3 separate regions of the Mus musculus genome follow, and all the other regions are linked to region 1. Evidence: chromatin contacts called from public Hi-C and Micro-C data. All regions are on one chromosome and are shown on one strand. The core of a region is the stretch at or near the end of the contact, and the rest is flanking DNA. Distances in the headings are between cores, read along the strand shown. Region 1 has its middle 2.9 kb from the start of Gm33641. Region 2 holds the start of Slc7a14 (solute carrier family 7 (cationic amino acid transporter, y+ system), member 14). Region 3 overlaps Slc7a14 (solute carrier family 7 (cationic amino acid transporter, y+ system), member 14).

Region 1 (4,283 bases), core at 994-3,493:
TTGGCAGCTGGTTTAAACCATTTACCTCCACCCTCCACACCATCATCTCACATTTACCAACTAAGTTTTTTTTTTTTCGAGACAGGGCTTCTCTGTGTAGCCCTGGCTGTCCTGGAACTCACTTTGTAGACCAGGCTAGCCTCGAACTCAGAACTCTACCTGCCTCTGCCTCCTGAGTGCTGGGATTAAAGGCGTGTGCCACCACTGCCCGGCACTTACCTACTATTAACACAACCACTAGCGCGGTAGCCCAGTTGGCAAGTCACCGGGTAGGCAAGCCTGGCTGCCAAAGTTCTAGCCCTAAACACACAGTGAAGCAGAGAACCACCTCCTGCAGGCTGTTCTGACTGCTGCATGCACACCTCGGCATGCTCAAGCCCACACCTACGCACACACGCCTTAACGATTAAACATTTAAAACCCCAGCCAATGCTTCTAAAATCATGTGGGATTTTTTTTGGTAAGTTTTATATATATATAATGAGTGTGACTGTTTTATATATGTCCACCCCATGAATGGCAGGTACATAGGTGAGACAAGGGCGTCAGACCTCTTAGAACTGGGATTGCAAATGGTCATGAGCCACCATGTGGGTGCTGGGAACTGAACCCAGGTCCTCTGTAAGAGCGATGAGTGCTTTTAATCAGTGTCAGCTTAAGCCATATTGTTTTCATATGGTTGTTTAGTTGGTTATTTTTCTATCAGTCCCAGGGATTCAAATTAGGGCCTCACTATAGCCCCTGCTAAATCATGTTTATGAATGACAATCTGAGTGTCTGAATTTATAGGTTAAATCAATAAAGGACACCACTTTAATGTCCTGTAACGTTTGATATAACTAAGTTCCTGTGCACATTAATAACCGAGTCAACTTTAATTTTATTTGTATTTATTTATTTATATTGATTTGAGACAGGACCTCGTTTAACCAGACTGAGATTAGAGGTACCTGCTGTGGCTGCCTCTGCCCACCTTAGTTTCATTATCAACTAGAAATATTCTTCTTCATAGGAGAAACATGGCATACTTAAACCCTCACATATATTTCCTCACAAAGGAGGTTCTCACTCATAGTCCATAAAGATAACATAGAGTTACAGTACCTACAGAGGGAAAGAATCCTACTTAAGTCAAACTCCAAAATAACTTAGATTTCATTCTGAAGATCAATTTGTATAGTATATTGAGTCGATTAAAATCGAGACACAGATGAACACCGATAAAATCCTGAACTTCTTGGTCACTGGCTACTTGCGGGTGAGTTCAGACCGCTTCTGCAGGGTAACTCTGACCATCATTAGGCAAGAGACTGACCCCTAGTGGTGAGACATAGCATCATCATTCAGCCAACCAGGGCCAAAGTTGTCTGTCCCACTTCCGATCTCCTACAAGCCCAAACCACACTGCTAGGGAGAGACCATTTTAACCCAGGAAATACCTCCTACATAAACGCATGCGTATGCTTTAAAAAAAAATTCTAAATCAACTTTTCTGCAACACATTTGTTCATAGTATCAAACAAAAAATTCCTTAAAATTGCACTTTTCCAACTCCCGTAGAACTTATGTTGCCTCCTCTCAGACTTGCAGGGCCACAGTGGAGCGCCGATTTACACCTCCCCCTCCCCGCCCTCCCCCACACCAGAACCCCGCTGCTGCTGAGAAAAAACAGTTTTCACTCCTCCCTCCCTACACAGCAAAACATGGAACCTGCTAGAGCCGGAGGGATCTTCCACATTCCGCTCCGTGCCGCCGTGCCAGCAACTCTCACCGTAAATGTATCAAATGTATCTGTTTTCCACCTCGGCTGAAAAGCTTGCTTGCTTGTTTGTTTGTTTGTTTGTAGTGGGCAACAGTTAATGTGAACTCAAATTTCACCGTGCTAAGAATAAACGATAGGTGGGGGCTGGAGAGATGGCTCAGCGGTTAAGAGCGCTGACTGCTCTTCGGAAGGTCATGAGTTCAATTCCGGACATGGTGGCTCACAACCATCCATCCGTAACGAGATCTGACGCCCTCTTCTGGAGTGTCTGAAGACAGCTACGGTGTACTTACATATAATAAATAAATCTTAAAAAAAAAAAAAAAAGGTGTATTCAGCCATAAAACTTGGACATCTATGTCAATACTCTATCCCAAGGAGTAAAATGCTCTGTCGAACTTGACCTGGCTACTGTACTCATGCACCCGGTTGCTGTGGCTGCCTGCCGGTAAGACTTGCACAAAAATGAAACCAAATTCCAAAATGAATTGGGGCGCGCGTGCGCGCGGGGGGGGGGGGTTGCCTCAAGGTCCCACTCCTAGGGAAGGACCTACCGGCAGCTGGTGGTTGCTGAGGGAAGGGGGGTCATTTTTTAGCGTAGCTGCTGGTAGTTTGCTCTGTGGTCCTGTGGATGGCTCCAGAGCCCTGTGCACAGGGGCAGCTCTGATTGGCTATGAGTTATGAAGGGGAGGAAGACAAGTAGGGATCTAGCTGCAGCGAGGAGGGGGTCCAGTTAGAGCTGAGATGGAATATGGAGGGTGGATGAACAAAATACATTGTACAAACGCATGGAATTCTCAAATAAAAACAGTATATTTCGGGGGCTGGTGAGATGGCTCAGTGGGTAAGAGCACCCGACAGCTCTTCCGAAGGTCAGGAGTTCAAATCCCAGCAACCACATGGTGGCTTACAACCATCGGATCACAAGATCTGACTCCCTCTTCTGGAGTGTCTGAAGACAGCTACAGTGTACTTACATATAATAAATATTTAAAAAAAAAAAAAAACCAGTATATTCTAAAACCTCCCAATCAATGCACGAACTAAACTTTTAAGCTTAAAATAAGGAAAGTTTAGAAAAACATCAAGGTTGACACAAAAACATAAGGGTTGCTTCTCAGCCGTGTATGTGTGAAGCGATGGGCCCAATCTTCAACAATATGAGCAAAAATCAAACCATACAGTAAAACTGAGTCAGACCATTCACAAATACAGCTCCTGCGGTACACGGGAACATCTGTGTTAGGGAAAACCTTAGTGATAAGAAAAGAAAAAAAAAAAAAAAGGTTGCTTACATTTTCTCCAGGGGCTACTTGGGCAAGCTCTAGGCCAATGAGAAACCCTAGCTTAACAACAAAAATAACAAAAGAAAAAGATGGACCCGAGGATCACTTGAGACTGTCTGAGGCCTGTGTACCACAAGCACACCCAAAATTCCAAAGTTACGTTTTTGCAATATATATTTTATTCTTAAGTATTAATATAAAGTCAGAGAACTACTCACAAAGTTCTTACGAAAAATTTCAAACTTTTATTCATGAGGAGACAATGATGCTTGGCACTTGTGTGGTGGTCAAAGGACAACTTCCAGGAGTGGCTTCCCGACTTCCACCATGTGGATCCCAGGGGTTCCACTTTCGTTGTGAGGACTGTTGACAAGGGCCCGCACTACTGAACCATCTCACCCCTAAGTAACTCCAAGACAAGGCCTTCTATCATAAGTTGATCTGGAATTCTGAATACAGCCAAGGAGACTCTTGAACTCCTGATCCTCTGGTCTCCCAGGTTAGCACTTGGGATTTCGTGTTTGCCACCGTGCCCAGCTTGCGATAAGTTTTAGATTCTAGTACTAAAAACCCAGCGCCTTCCTTTTTTATTTTAAACTACTTTAGAGAACACTCTGCAGATAAAACACGCCATATGCTGAAATTAGCCAGACCCACACCATGCCACTCAAATGAACTTCTATATTTAGAACAGCCATTTGGAACAGAAACAGTGGTGCTTTAAGCTGGATTTTGTTCACTATCGAGTATATTTGTATTTGCCAAAAAAATGAAAAAAAAAAAAAAACATGGCAAGATTAAGAACTAGAAAAGCAGCCGGGTGGTGGTGGTGGCGCATGCCTTTAATCCCAGCACTTGGGAGGCAGAGGCAGGCAGATTTCTGAGTTCGAGGCCAGCGTGGTCTACAGAGTAAGTTCCAGGACAGCCAGGGCTACACAGAGAAACCCTGTCTCGAAAAACCAAAAAAAAAAAAAAAAAAAAAAAAAAGAACTAAAAAAGCAAGAAAATTTTAACCCTTCTCGTTCTCTTTCCACATGCTAGTCTCTGCCCAAAGATGCATTGTTAACATGTATACATGGCACAATGGCTAGATTCTGCCTAAAGGAGAAGATGCAGTTCTTTTCTGAGATTATGACTTCATTGTTTACCCACTCTCCTAAACATTTTGCGATTGCATGTTTCTTTAGAGCTGAATCAAACTCACTCCAAGTTTTCATTATCACCTGTTGGTGGAC
Region 2 (4,283 bases), core at 452-2,951, 250 kb before region 1:
ATTTGAACTCAGGACCTTCAGAAGAGCAGTCAGTGCTCTTAATCTCTGAACCACCTCTCCAGCCCTCCCCCATCTGTTTTTTTAGATTACCAACCTAAACCCTGTTATGCTGAAATACGGCACAAAATTACACCAATTCGTAAATATCCACTGCTGAGATTCTGCCTGGCATCCAAAAGATGGTCCTGGATGAGGAGAGATTAATTTTAAAAGATCCATCTCAGAGGAGTGTGGCACTAATCTCTGAGACCTGCATAGCCCTTGAGTTTCAGGTACACTTGTAAACTTGGGGATTTCTCAGTAGCTGTCCCCTAACAAACCCCAGCTTCCCTCTCCTAAACCCGTAATATACCTGGACTAACACGGGCAACACCTCCTGCTGGCCACAGGTTTATTATGTATTTGTTTATGCTTTACCACTATAGCTTCTCATAGGCTAACGATTAGTTCATCTGAACAACAAAACTGTCTCAGAGAGTAGACATTCTCTGCCCATTTTTAAGATAAAACTCCGAGGCCTCAGGCGATCAGTCAAGGATTACATGTGTCCCCTGAACAGCCTGCTTCAACATCCCAAATTCTGACTCTTTAACCTTACCCTTTTTCTGCAACATCTCACAGCTTTGTGGGCATCCAAAGAAGTCAGAAATACTATGAACAACTAGTTAAAGGCTTAAGTCATAGTGATGGCTCACCAAGGCTCCTGTAGGCTCAAGGGAGTGTTGAGCATGAATGGTGAATGTACCAGGACTGTCCGGGCCATGATTGGACGTACTTAGATGTGAACTTGCCCTACGTGAAAAGACAGCAGCCAGCCAGTAATCTCCCTGAACACAACAAACTTAGTAACTTTTATTTCTCATAGAAGAGGTTTACATGGCATCAGCTCCATTCCACTAACACATACATAAATAACATGCTTCTTGTTTTCTGAAATGTATTATTATTTTAATAGAGGCAAGAGAAAGACTCTCACTTACCGATCTCTGCGTGTGTCTAGCACTGAGTTAGGCAACTTCAAGAGCATGTCAACTCTCTCTACAGTCCTAGGAGATGTTCATTTCACAGACAAGGGAAGAAAAAGCAAGACGTTAAATGCTACAAGTCATAGATTGAAAATCCTTGTAGATCTTCAGAAACCTCAAATCCATGAAATGTTGTGGACTCTAAACTAAGCTGGATCTATTTGAGCTTTTGGTCTTGTCTTCTTTGAGAGCTGAGAGAGAGACTAACCTCCCCATCCCTTGTTTACAGTGACAGTGAGGTGGAGGGGGAAAAGTTAAGAGTACCAAGACCACCTCAAGGAGGTAGTGGGGTAGCTTCCAGCGAGCAGGAAGCAGGCCTGGCTGGGTAGCTGAATCCAGGAGAGGTGGAGCTGTTGGCAGAAGCCAGCCCAAACAGTACAGCGACACTGCAGAGTCCTACCCCACCCTGCCTTCCCAGAGCATAGAACTGCCCGGGCTCCTCTGCTCCAAGCACCAGAAAGGTAGCAGAGGCTGGAGGCCGCACCTGGAAGGCGGGTGAGGTGTAGTGAGTGACAGACCCGGGGGGCGGGGTGGGGGGGCGGGGGGGTGCGGGAAGGGGCGGCGGGAGTGGTGCTAGGACTCGGTAATGGAAAGGGCTGGGTTAGCCACGTGATTACAAGGAGGCGGAGATAGGCAAGCTGGAGAGCAAACTGGCAGGCGCGGGAGGGGTGCGGAGGGGTTTCAATCTGAATAATTGAAGAGCGATTCAGCAACGTCCGCTGTCTCCTGCCTTCCTTTATCACTACCACCGCCCTCATCTCAGCTCTAAGTGCAGACCGCCGGACATTAGCATCCAGTTCAGGCCATCACCTCCAGCCCCTCTGGTGAGTGGATGCCCTCTTCACCACAGTCTGTGCCCCCAGCGCGGCCCCGGGCTTCCCAGCTGGACCCCGGAGACTAAGATGAACCAGGGAGCCCCAGACACCTGCAGGGTGGAAGCGGGAACATGGCGCGGAGGTTGAGGGCGACCTACGGGAAGGGGATCTCTGGAAAGACCAAGGAGCGAGGTCAGGGTCGCGCGGGCTTCCACTGGGAATGGGTCCCCCGGTAGCATCCTCGATGAGGGGACTCGCGGGAGCCGGCAGGCGGAGCGCGGGCTGGCGCAGCCTCCGCTGCGGCGGGAGCGAGAGGCTAAGATGCTGGGGATGACAGTGTGGGCCTCCCAGGTCTCCGCAGTCGCGGGGCCCGTCCTGTCCTCCAAGCCTATCCACGCACCTGACGGGGGCAACTGGGCTCTTGGCCTGGGATTGAGCCCTTGGAAAAAGGAGAGGTGTTTTCCGGGCCGCAGTCCCAGAGGAAGGCGGGGACATGAATCTGTCCTTTAACCAGAGCAAAACTCTTCAAAGGGACTCCAATGGAGCCCTGCGCCCCGACTAGGCTGGTGCGCCACGAGGACCATCTGTCCCCGGCCAAGCGGGAGACCGTGCAGTGAGGAGGATGTGACGGGAGAGCTATCTGGGTAGGTTCCTGCCCGGAGCCCGCGGCTCTCGAGAGGACTCTCGCACGCACTGCTTCGCCTCTTTGGGGCCTTTTTCCCAGCCCCAAAACACATCTCAGTTTCCCACAAATTCTGAGGGCCAGAGTAGGGTGGCGTGGCCCCAAGCCTTCTGTCTCCACTGAGTCACCCTCCTCCCCCGCCAAGTGTGCATTTTACATCATGATCAAACTGTAAGGTAGAAGCTGTCAAATGACTTACAGAAGAAAGATGAGGGAAGGTGGAAGCAGCACAGGCTGTCGTCTCTTCTTGATAGTGATTCCGCTACGTGTGCGAAACTCGGTTCATTGAGAGCTTGAGTTGAGAGACTCAAAGGATGTTCGCCTGCGTGGCAGAGGCAGTAACTGGCCAGAGTAACTAAGGGTTGCAGGGATAATCTGCCTCTGAGAGCTGGGGACAGGTTGAAGAGCTGGCTAGAGTTGGGATGGTGTGCCGCTGTCCGGGGTGCTGAAAGTTGTCTGCTGCGCGGTAAATACCTGGGGACTGGTGGGATCCGTGCTGGCTGGTCAGCTTTCCCTGCAGTTGAGATCTAACACCTAAAGGGCATTGTCTCGTGTTTACCAAGAAAACAAGCGAGTATCCTTTGCTTTCCCAGTTCTCTGCTTTCCCAGACTTTCGTTGGAGGTTCCCAGCATGTCTGGGTAGAAAAACAAGGGGGCCCTGTCATTCCAGGATGTGGCTTGATAACTCTGGATGATGCCCTCGTTCTTCCTGTTCCAAGTCTTCCGGTTCATAGTGTTGAAAAAGCAGTTAGGGATGCTGTCCTGATAAACATTTCTGTAGCTTTTAGGAACCAGAGAACTGTAAGTCTACAGAAAAATAAGTGGATTAATTAAAAGGGAGATGGATTCAGGCTTGCTTTGGGTTATGACTCTCCTCTGTATGCTTCTGTCACCACCGCGTATTTTCTCATCCTCCAAACACAAATTTTAATACACTGTAGGTTTATTTCTTTAGTGTTCCATGGGTGGGATGAAGAATGGGGTGAGGCAATGGGAATGGGGGCGGGGAGAGACTATTTACTGAGCATCTATACTCTGCTAGACAATGCCATCTAGTTTAAACTTCACACCAGTGCTTAACCGTATATAACACAGATGGAAAATCTACAGTTAGGGATCTTGAAAATCTACAGTTAGAGGTTGCGTTCACACTGTATACTGCTCAGCTCCCATGTCCAAGTCACTTATATGATCTTGCTCATGAATGTAACTTTCAACAGCTGTGATGAGAAGCAGGGATATAGTAATTGACAAAAGGAGGGCTGCATTCTCCTTCACACACTCCGTTATCTCTCTAGTCATTTCTTCTTTAATCTGCTCACCCACCCACTGTCACTCGCCCCCACCCTGCCAACTGTCTTGTGCTTGCCACAACTGTTCACACAACTTGAGCGCCAGTTTTACAGAAACAGGTTGGAAGCTAAACCAGCAGGCTTTCCTGGAAGGACAAGAACGGGAAGAGTGAAACAGTGAGCAAGCCTGGAAACCCAGATATGCCTTCATTTTAGATTCGTTCTGTTGTAATGGTGGTAAACATGTGTTTGGCAACGTTGTTTTACAGAAAGCAGACTGTGGGAACTCAGGGCTCCCATTCTTCCCAGTCACTTAATTGAAGTTAGTATCTTAATCCTGCAAATACTTTCCAGAGCCAGCACCCTTCTCACTCACCCACAGGGCCTGAACTATTTACCCGCAATGCCTTCTTGGTCACCTTTCACAGATAATCACGATAAGGCACAAATGTCTAACATGCAGATAGTC
Region 3 (4,283 bases), core at 645-3,144, 210 kb before region 1:
TTTTTAGTGGGCATCAGAGCCAGGTGGGTACCTACTGGGACTTCTGGGGTTTTTATGTACTGAAACAAAAGATCGGGCAGAGATGTGTGAGTTACACCAAAAACAAAGACTGATTGATTATTATGAAAGAATTTCCTTCCAAGAGAGGAAGTGGAACAGAACCAATAAGCTAGACACCCCATAGCACCCGGTCCTGTGGGTTGGGCCCTCATAGGTCGCTGTTTACCTGGACTTTACCTATTGTATGTGGATCTTGATGGGGAAGACTCTCCAGTCTTCCTATCTGCCAATGACTTCTTCCATATGGTAATTTTAAATCACATGTAGTGTGGGGGTGGGGTGCATGTGTCACGGCACATGTGTGGAGGTCAGAACTTATGGGGGTCAGTTTTTTCCTACTATCGGGTGAGTCCTGGGGAAGTGGAGTCTTCAGATGTGACAGCCATTTTGTGGCCATCCTGTGACCTCACTCTCCACCTTAATCTCTTGCCATGATGAAGAAACAAACGTTAAGGGGTGAGAAAGCTGGTTTCTGCAGGCGTGACTGCACAAGGCTACTTGAGTCCCTTGAGTAAATAGCATGGTGTGCATCCTGGGAAGCTTCTACAGAAAACATACTGAGTGAGGCCTGGAAGGCAGGCCAAGGGCTCTCAGAGAGCACCCTGGGGAGGGCACGGGAGTGAGGTCTGAGAGGCGACAAAGGGAGCATCAGGAGCCACGGCAGTTGACAGTTGACAATATGCATCATCACCAAAGGCATCGTGCCTTTCTTCTGCTCCTCATCCCAGCTGAGAACTAGGTACCAACATTGTCCTGTTCTAGAGATGTCAGAGCTGGAGGGCAAAGCTGAAATGTGAAGCCTTAGGCTGCACCATTTGTCAGGAGCCAGAACCTCAGCCCCTTGGAGAGTGAGGCTGGAAGGTTAGCCCTAGACCCCGAGATACAGAGGTGCAAGGGGCCTCAGAAGGGGTCTTTAGATCTGTAGGCACTAAGCAGTGCTTACCAAACCAGGCAGCTTTCCATCCCAACTGTAATACCATGTGGCTTGAGGAAATTACTGGAAGTTCTCTGTCTGTAATAGCTATACTAGGCAAGCCACTTGAAGGGGTAGCCTCTGTCACCAGTGATTCCCTGTTACCCAGATGTGCCCCCAACGACTGTCATGAAAGGATTTACATAAACCCTCCCATTTGGGAGAATTGGGTTTTGGCTGTTGACTGTTTTGTTAGTTTACATCTTCTTTCTCTTAGCCACTAAACTTACCTATAACCTCTTTATCAAGTAAACTTCGAATCCATAATCGTTTTTGTCCTGAAACAAACCTGCTTTTCCCATCATCTAACTTGGAGCCACAAACAGGCAAACACAGGAGGAAAACCAGAATGACTCCTCCCCAGGCGCGGCACGCCTTAGTTATAGCTGTGAAGTATTTTGAGAACAGTAATTCAAGCGCTAGAGAAAGCACAACATGCCTTTATTGCTCATCTTGGAAGGACCACAGCAGGGAAGCTTCAAAAAAAAAACAACAACAACAACTCTCTCTGATTAGCATAATCTGTGCTTAATGAATATGGATATTCAATAGTCACCTAAAAGCTCGCTTCCTTTTGTACATTTTGTTCTCTCCTACCAAGAAAGGAAATATCCCTAAACCCCTGTTTGTAACAAGCAAGCATGAGCTCAGAGCAATTGCCTGAAGGGAATTAAGCCAGGAAGAAATTCTTGCCACCTTTGTTCTAGTTAATTATCCACATTTTCGTTACAATTTCTTGTAACCAAGAGTATGGCATGCAAATAGAGGCTGTTGCCTCCCTGATGAGCCAGGTCTGTTTGTCTAATGTTCTTTTGATGGTGTCTGATACAGGGCTGACAAGACGATTGTACTTTGCCTACCAGTATCTCGCTGTAGCAGCTGTATCCCACTCACTCTACACTGTGTAAAGTCCTTCACACACTTTATACACCATAGCCTTTACACTTCTGTCCAGCCCACTACTAACAAAAGGACTGATAATTCTCCAATGAAATGTAGTATGCTGACTGGACAGCCACCAAGGTAACGGTGACAGCATTGGCACGGCTTAGAAAGTCCCTTTCTAGAGCAGCATCGACAGAGTTTCTCAACCTATGGGTCTCGACCTTTTCAGGGTCAACCCTTTCACAGATGTCATTGAAGGCCATCAGAAAACACAGCTCTTTCTATTACTGCTCATAACCGTAGCAAAAATTCCAGTTATGAAGCAGCAGCAAAAATAATTTTATGATGGGGGGGGGGGGTCACCACAACATGAGGAACTGTATTAAAGGGTCACAGCAGTAGGAAGGTTGAGAAAGAAGAGTTTATTCACTTCAAGGCAGAAGCAAGCAGAGCAGTATTATAGTACTCCCTACAGCCTGGGGAAAGGGGGCGTGGGAGGAGTACTTTTGTAATTAGGGAAAGTTTCCTTGTTTGCAATTGCTTGGCGTGTACTTCACACTATTGGAAGGAAAACAGTCTGAATTGGGGGACTACAGTTCTGGAAGCATAGTGACAGCCACCACACATGTCATTTCCACTGTGCAATCTCTGCCATGCAAGTAAGGGCCATATAAATCAGAGTTGTGCAAATGAGGGTAATCCTGGCTAGTTAAAGTTCAGGCCTGCTCAAAGCATGAGGTCACCTCTCAGTCACCTGACCCCGGGCTGCTGCTCTGTGGTGTTAGGTTACAGCAGGATAAGTCACTGCCTCGGCTATGCCTGTGAAACAAAGAGGGACTTGTTCCACCTCTGGGTCTCTTATTAATGGCCTTCCCTCCTTGCTAAACTTTTCATAGCTGCTGCAGTGGACGGGTAGAGAAGCCACGATCTCACGGTGCTCACTGAATGAGGTCATCCAGTGGCCCCACACTGCCTTTACAGACAATCCCATACTGCAGGTCTTTCACCAGACTGGTTCCCGTGCATTTTCATCAGGTTATGTCAGGTACCAGGCCCTGGCCCTGCAAGAGGATATGGAAGTAGTGTATAAACTGACCACATGAATACTCAAAAGTTTCATTAAGAGGAAGGTTTTTGTTGTATGATGGAGAGTCCAACAAGAGGCATCTGGGAGGGTCCAGAACACAGAGAGAAAGTTGTAAACCGAGCATGGTCAGCAGACTAGACATGGCTATGGGGGTAGGAGGAGAGCAGAGAAAGAGAAAGTCAAAAAAGAAGAGCAGGAATAGTGAACAGAGAAGAGAACACAGCTGAAATAGGGGAGTTATAAGGAGAAATGAGTAGCTGGGGGCAGGGTAGAGCCCATGAGCCTAAGATGGTCAGAGTAGGGAGCAGGATGAGAAGACCACAGATGCCAGCATGGGCTCTGAGATGTATAACGTGTGCTCGTGTGACTGAGGGAATCCTGGAGGCCAGCATGAGCTTTGATAACACTAGTAGGCACCACAGACAGGCATTGGTCCCTCCTGCCAGTCAGCAGGAAATGGCTTCTTTGGTTGAGGTGAACTGGCTTCACAAGTTCCTGAGGAATGCTGGCTTGTGTCCAGAACTTGGACCTGACAGAGAAGGAGCACAATACAGACACCAGACTCCAGGAGTAAATTAAACCGGAAGGGATGTCACCCCAGTCCTGTGAACTAAGCTAGCACATTTCACCTGACTCCTAATTAGCCGATGCCTGCAAAGCCTTCAGGAAGAGATAAGCACAACATTAAGTGCTAAGTAGTATTAATTAATAATGTTAGCAGGCTGGGTGTCATGACACAGCTGCGGTCACAGCACTCAGGACAAGGTTGCAGGGGAACTGCCAACCTCAACACCAGCCACACTACCTAGCAACACCCTGATTGAAAACGAGTAACACTTGTGGGTTACGTCAGCAGGAACTTTGTGTAAATAGACTAGGCTCACCAGTGCAGTGCTCTGAATCAATGTTTCACAGACTTCAAAGTTTCTTTCCAGAATCTTATAAAGTTCTGAATTCAAGAAAGTGGCCTCAAGAAATGCACAGTGGGCGGGGCTCTCCTACATATCTATATCAAACATCAATGAAGAAAATGCCCACAGACCCGCCTATTATAAGCTAATCTTTTAAGTATAAATTGTATTTACAATTTTTATTTTAATATTATTTATTTATTTTATTTATATGAGTACATTATCACTGTCCTCAGACACACCAGAAGAGGGCATCAGATCCCATTACAGATGGCTGTGAGCCACCATGTGGTTGCTGGGAATTGAACTCGGGACCTCTGGAAGAGCAGTCAGTGCTCTTAACTGCTGAGTCATCTCTCCAGCCACA

What was found. A called contact is a pair of places that touch in the nucleus more often than the background predicts.
Region 2: a contact with region 1 is called in a Micro-C map of embryonic stem cells, with 3 times the contacts expected there. The contact joins the promoter of Slc7a14 here to the enhancer-like site in region 1. A contact is called at or near these places in 1 of 39 promoter capture datasets (hippocampal neurons), 5 of 484 Hi-C or Micro-C datasets (cardiomyocytes, cerebellum, cerebral cortex and 1 more) and 1 of 9 other capture datasets (pancreatic islet).
Region 3: a contact with region 1 is called in a Hi-C map of the HPC-7 cell line, with 2.5 times the contacts expected there. The contact joins two enhancer-like sites. A contact is called at or near these places in 7 of 484 Hi-C or Micro-C datasets (the HPC-7 cell line, LSK cells, embryonic fibroblasts and 4 more), 1 of 115 datasets of contacts at active chromatin or transcription factors (bone marrow-derived macrophages) and 2 of 9 other capture datasets (adipose tissue and pancreatic islet).

The regions. Positions count from the first base shown.
Region 1 is chr3:31,054,516-31,058,798 of GRCm38.p6, reverse strand. No RefSeq gene overlaps it. Among named protein-coding and RNA genes, the nearest start is that of Gm33641, 2.9 kb to the left of the region's middle. Within about 2 kb of position 2,243, at least 156 of the 459 cell types and tissues checked have an H3K27ac peak or open chromatin away from gene starts, as enhancers often do. A contact at or near this core is called in the HPC-7 cell line, cardiomyocytes, embryonic fibroblasts and 4 more, where this site is marked.
Region 2 is chr3:31,307,737-31,312,019 of GRCm38.p6, reverse strand. Slc7a14 (solute carrier family 7 (cationic amino acid transporter, y+ system), member 14) reads left to right here and starts at 1,701. Exons shown (of 8, transcript NM_172861.3): 1 at 1,701-1,849. It overlaps Gm15496 (a long non-coding RNA gene), which reads right to left. Exons shown (of 3, transcript XR_880740.3): 1 at 2,722-4,283; 2 at 981-1,046.
Region 3 is chr3:31,259,257-31,263,539 of GRCm38.p6, reverse strand. The region is part of intron 1 of Slc7a14 (solute carrier family 7 (cationic amino acid transporter, y+ system), member 14); the gene reads left to right. Among named protein-coding and RNA genes, the nearest start is that of Gm33834, 28 kb to the right of the region's middle. Within about 2 kb of position 1,894, at least 137 of the 459 cell types and tissues checked have an H3K27ac peak or open chromatin away from gene starts, as enhancers often do. A contact at or near this core is called in the HPC-7 cell line, embryonic fibroblasts, embryonic stem cells and 3 more, where this site is marked.